2 separate regions of the Sus scrofa genome follow, and region 1 is linked to region 2. A link is a contact called in public Hi-C data. All regions are on one chromosome and are shown on one strand. The core of a region is the stretch at or near the end of the contact, and the rest is flanking DNA. Distances in the headings are between cores, read along the strand shown.

Evidence for each region. A called contact is a pair of places that touch in the nucleus more often than the background predicts.
Region 1: a Hi-C map of liver shows a contact between it and region 2, with 1.8 times the contacts expected there. The contact joins the promoter of DHX9 here to the promoter of NPL in region 2. A contact is called at or near these places in 1 of 5 promoter capture datasets (fetal liver), 4 of 47 Hi-C or Micro-C datasets (alveolar macrophages, blood and liver) and 1 of 2 datasets of contacts at active chromatin or transcription factors (alveolar macrophages).

Annotation. Positions count from the first base shown.
Region 1 is chr9:124,140,403-124,143,179 of Sscrofa11.1, reverse strand. It overlaps DHX9 (ATP-dependent RNA helicase A), which reads right to left and starts at 1,251. Exons shown (of 28, transcript XM_021063778.1): 1 at 1,094-1,251.
Region 2 is chr9:124,096,650-124,099,349 of Sscrofa11.1, reverse strand. NPL (N-acetylneuraminate pyruvate lyase (dihydrodipicolinate synthase)) reads right to left here and starts at 1,255. Exons shown (of 11, transcript NM_214071.1): 1 at 1,188-1,255. The coding sequence starts at 1,255.

The sequences.
Region 1 (2,777 bases), core at 2-2,501, 44 kb before region 2:
TAAGGAGCATTGCAGCAACTACTTCACTTAACCCATACACGACACTGTATAGCTAAGCATTATTACAGGTAAGTAAACTGAGAGAAAGAATAATTTGCCTCAACAGACAGAGCTTCTAATTGGGGGACCCAAAATTCCAACCCAGGTAGTCCTGATCTACTCTTGACCTAAGGCTCACTTTCGCCTCCAAACATGATTCCAATCTGTTCGCTTCCCTCCCCTCTCCCACTACTGCAACAGCTGGAGTTCAGCAACAAGGTCCTAAATAATTCCCATTTCCTTTGTAACCACGCTAAAATCCAATCTTCTTTTAAATTCTTCTCACCACATTCCAGTCACGTGGCCTTCTTTCAGTTTCTTTCTAATCCCTGCCAGTAAACACTAACTAATCCCCCTCCGCCTGGGGAGTTCTGCTTTTCTTCCACATCTTAGTAGTCGATAATCTCCACCCTTTGGGCGAGACGTCGGCTCAAATGTCTGCCTCCTCCGAAAAGCCTTCCCTCGCGCCACCCTTCCGGAAATGGCGCCCTTCCTTTACACTAAATCCTCCAAGAGCTTTTTTACCGAAACCAGCACTTGTTTCCACACGGCTCCCCACCCCCACCACGACCCCAACCTCTGAGAGAAAAGAGCAAGGACTGTGCCTAGCCTGTTTTCTGCTCTATCCGCAGAGGCCGCAGGGTACCACCCGCTATTTTCGGCACGCAGGCCTGCGTGGACGAACGAAGGGCCCTAAGCGTGGGCGGCGGTTTGGCGGGCTTAGCTCCCCCCACCCCGGGCCGATTCAGTCCCTTTCACTCTACGGCGACAGCGCCACCGCCAAGCGCAGGCTGGAAGAGGAAGTGGGGTTTGGCCGCTCCGGAGACGAAACTAGGCCTGCCTCCGCGAATAACTGGGGGCCAAATGGCGGCCTCAGGCAGCGCAAGCGCGGAGCGGCGTCGCAAGCAGCACGCAACCCGCAATCCGGGAACCCAGCGAGGCGGCTCTCCCCTCCCCCACCCGCCACCGCCGCCAGCTCCAGGCAACAAAGACCCGCTGCAGAACCCCGGGGCCTACGCCGTCCCAACCGGTAACAAAGACGTCTTCCCCTTACCGGAGTCCGATTCTTTGTGCCCGAGAGCACAGCTCTCTCAGGAACGTCCCTGGCTCGGGCCTTAGCGACGGAGACCAGACGAGCGCACCACCACTCGCACCGAGGCGGCGGCGAAATGGCTCCGACCGCTACGCTGTGGAGGCGGAGTCAGTGTGCTACGCATGCGCAGAAGGGGAGCGTGGGGCCAAGGGCGCCCGGAAGAGGGGCGGAGCTGCCGCAACCACGCGACGGGCAGCGTCCAGTCGCCTGGGAGATCCGCCGCGCCCTAGAGCGGCGCCGGGGCGGAGCTTCCTCCTTTGGCGCGAGGCCTCCTCAGGAGGGGCCTGCCGCATGTTTTTGGAGAATGTTTTGCACCTTCTGTCATAGGGACCTGTGGTAGATGAGGTGCCCCACAAAGACACAACTGGAAATCCTAGGTGGTAGCTTTATAGGGTTGTTGGTGATTAAATGAGATGGCTTAAAAAATAGAATAAAATAAATGAGATGGCTTGCGAAGGCGGCTTAGGGCAGTACCCAGCACACAATAGTTGTTCAGTAGGTATTGTAGTGATTCGGCTCCTCGAAGGTTAACATCCCCTAAATAGAAGTAAGCTCGGTGAAGGCGGGAACCCTGCCTGGCCAGCTCAGGCCGCTAAATGAAGTACTTGGCACATCAAGTGCTCAGTAATAACTAGTTTAATAAATAGAAACTGTAAAGTTCTTTTTGCTCAAATTGGATAACCTTTTGTATTCATAGTCTTCGGAGTAATTTATATCCTTAACTATTATAGTAGTCACTGCTAAATTTTTGAACTCCAGTGCTTCTCACGGAGGCAACAATACAAAATATTTCAAGCTGGGGTTGTTCCAGAGAAGCCAGACCAGTAAAGTATCAGGCCCCATCGTACCTAACATCCTTATTTTTCACCTCTTCCCTTTTTTTCCCCTAACTCTTCTAGCTCACTGTGATTAATCCCTTTAAAACTCTGTTTCTTCTACAACCAGAGTAACACAGATTAAAACATTTAAGTTAAACAGAGGAACGTATTTACTCATTAACTTATTTTCTCCATGTTTGCTCTCTTCAACTAGGAATAAAATCATCAGGGAAATACCTTAATCCTTTGTTTCCTTATCTCTCTCAGGATGCTTAAATCAGGAAGTTTTCATGATAAGGGAAACCCAACTAACATAAATGGATTGCAAATGTTTTGTAGTAGATAATGTACACACCAAAAACATCAACAAATTAAGTATAAAGAATATTTTCTGAGGTCGATCTTTGGCTCCCAAAGATTACAGAGAATTTTATTACTGAGTTGTTTATTAATTTAGGCCTTGCATCTGGGACCTTGAGTTGCCAGGGGATTGGATGCCAGCAATGGCATTTACCTTTGTAGGTTGTCCTTGGCAACTAGTACCTTCTAAGATCTCCCTTAACATTTGCAGATGAAGCATCAAAACATTCTCCATGAGTTCCCTGGTGGTTCAGCAGGTTAAGGATCCAGCACTGCTGCTGTGGTGTGGGTTAATCCCTGGCCTCGGAACTTCCACATGCCAGGGGCACAGCCAAAAAACAAACAAACAAAAAATAAGTTGGGAAGTTCCTGCTGTGGCTCAGCAGTACAACCATTCTGAAAAGAAGTAAGGTACTATTTAGTCAAATAGGGTGGATAAAATCAAACAAGTCTGTTTCTTGATGTAT
Region 2 (2,700 bases), core at 6-2,505:
TTACTTAAAGATATCTTAAATACCTCATCTCCTCTTGACCGCTGCCTCATGCCACCAGGACAGTTCAAACTTATTGACCTAAGTACATACTGACCTGTGCTAAGTACTATTATATGGATTATCTCATTTTTACACTCATAACTCCATGATGCAGGTACGACTAAAATTACATTTTATAGATGAAGAAAGAGGAAGCTTAAAGAAGACAGAATTCTGGCTGCTTTGTTAGAATGACTCCTCTAATGGGTCAAAAACATTTAGATCCAGAAGGTGGAGGACTCCCCACCTGGTTAATGGCAATGTCCTGGGAGGCCTTCTATTATTGCTGATGGAGACCCAGGGCATGTGACCACTAGCTGAGAGTACCAGCAAAAGGATGGCCATAATATTCATCTGGAGGGCAAAATGCCTGCTTGGGTAAGGATTTCTCAACAATCATCTGCTCCCCAACATTTAACCAATTTTTTTTTTCCTTTTTATGGCCACACTTGTGACATATGGACGTTCCTGGGCCAGGGGTCTATTTGCAGCTTCAGCTGCTGGCCTATAGCACAGCCACAGCCACGCTGGATCCAAACCACACCTGCAACCTATGGTGGAGTTTGCGTCAATGCCAGATTCTTAACACACTGAGTGAGGCCAGGGATGGAACCTGCATCCTCACAGAGACAATGCTGGGTCCTTAACCAGCCAAGCCACAATGGGAACTCCTAACCCATGTTGAAATGAGACTGTAAAACATGCCTTAAGGTGTCCATCTGGCAGCCACCTTCCCCACTTTGCTCTGGGTAGGACATTTTCATCATGTCTATGAATGGTCTGGAGACAGGGTTTAGAGGCCAGAGATTGACATCAAATCCTGCTAAAATGAGACTCTCCTCACCCAACTCCACCAGCCTTATGTGGGAAGGCCAGGGTTCCAATGAAATCCAAGGAGAATTTGCTTTGTGGAGCTAGACACTGGGAGGAGGGTGAGCCGCCATATCTTACCTTGTCTCTTTCTGCACTGCTTGCGAGGCAGAGATCTCTTCTCTGACTTGGGGCCAGAGAGAGTGAGGGGGGGATGACTGGCGGAAGCTGCCACTTGGCAATGGTGCCACAGAGCCGCGAAGTCGAAGCAACCTGCTATAGAGACCTACCGTCCTCTGCAGTGGAGGGAGAGCCCTTTAGTCCCAAGCCATAGTTACCCATGCTCAGTCATCGGCGTGATGGTCGCGGCCACGAGACCTTGAAGTTTCTTCTTCGGGGAGGCCATTGAGCTGCTGACAAAGTCTGGAAAACATACAAGGGAATTCTCTCTTTCAAGGACTGTCATTAATGATAAAACTCCTGGGCAAAGTCCATTCCTACATAGCTTAGAACTGTGAAAAATGCTTACAAGAACACAAACACCCAGAGCAAATGAGAACAATGTAAAACATTAGTGCTTCATACTAGAGAGGAGGAAACTCTTTTTTTTTTTTAAAGACAGGAAAGGTGGGGACAAGAAGAGAGAACTGTTCTAGAAAAACAGCCTTGGAAAGGGCTCCCATTTTACCTACGTAGGGGATGGTAGCAATCTGAAATCTCAAAGAGCAAGGGTGAACAGCAGCAGACCCAGGAAAGAATATGAACCTAACTCAGAGAGGTTGAGTATATAAAAAATTACTGTTACTCAGGTTGAAATATGGGGGGGGGAGAAAAGGGATATTCTTATCTCTTTCCATAACTTCATACCATTAAGGGAGAATCTGCCCTAAAGCCAGTTCTTAAGTCTTAAGGCTTCAGTGTGATCTAAATAACACTAATAAGATCTTTCATATTCTAGTTTTGTTCAGTTCTTCCCAGCTCTAGTAAGCCACATCACAAATATTCTTTTACCCTTAGACCAAGCTCCCTCAGGGCCAGAAACAGACTGCATTTGCCTTTGCTTTCCCTGCACCGAGTGCTCTGCTGGACACCTTGTGTTCAGTAAAAAAGTGATGACTATGTGGGTGATTAAATGAGGTGTTCAGATGGTAGCTGGATGAGGACTTCCGCAGATGGTGAGATCACTGCTAAGACAGTGAACCTGGCCACACTCTCTGGGGCAAAGGGATCCCTCGCCACCTGGCCGAGAGTGTACCTACCCATAACCGTAAAAAAGCCAAGAAGGGAGTTCTCGCTGTGGCTCAGTGATAACAAACCCGACTAGCATCCATGAGTTCAATCTCTGGCCTCGCTCAGTGGGCTAAGGATCCAGCACTGCCACAAGCTGTGGTATAGGTCGCAGACGAGGCTCAGATTCTGCATTGCTGTGGTTGTGGTGTAGGCTGGCAGCAGCAGCTCTGATTCAACCTTATCCTGGGATCTTCCATATGCCACGAGTGTGGCCCTAAAAAGACCAAAAAAAAAAAAAAAAAAAAAAAAAAAAAGAAGAAGCCAAGAACTCATCTCAAACAGGCAATGAGAAGCAATAAAGCATCCTTGTTAACAGCCTGGATTCTACAAACAGATTGCCTTGTTCAACCCCCAACTTTGCCATTTAACTAATTACAGAAGCATTATTATTTTTTTGAGCTGTAAGACATAAAAACTTGAAGACACAAATGTAAAGTATAATTAGCAAAACAAAATAAAAACACAATCAGACAATTCTGGCTTACAGTTATACAAAAGATAGTTGGCTTAGAGCAAACACAGTGATGTCTACAGGTAATGAACAAGAGCGAGTATGTTATA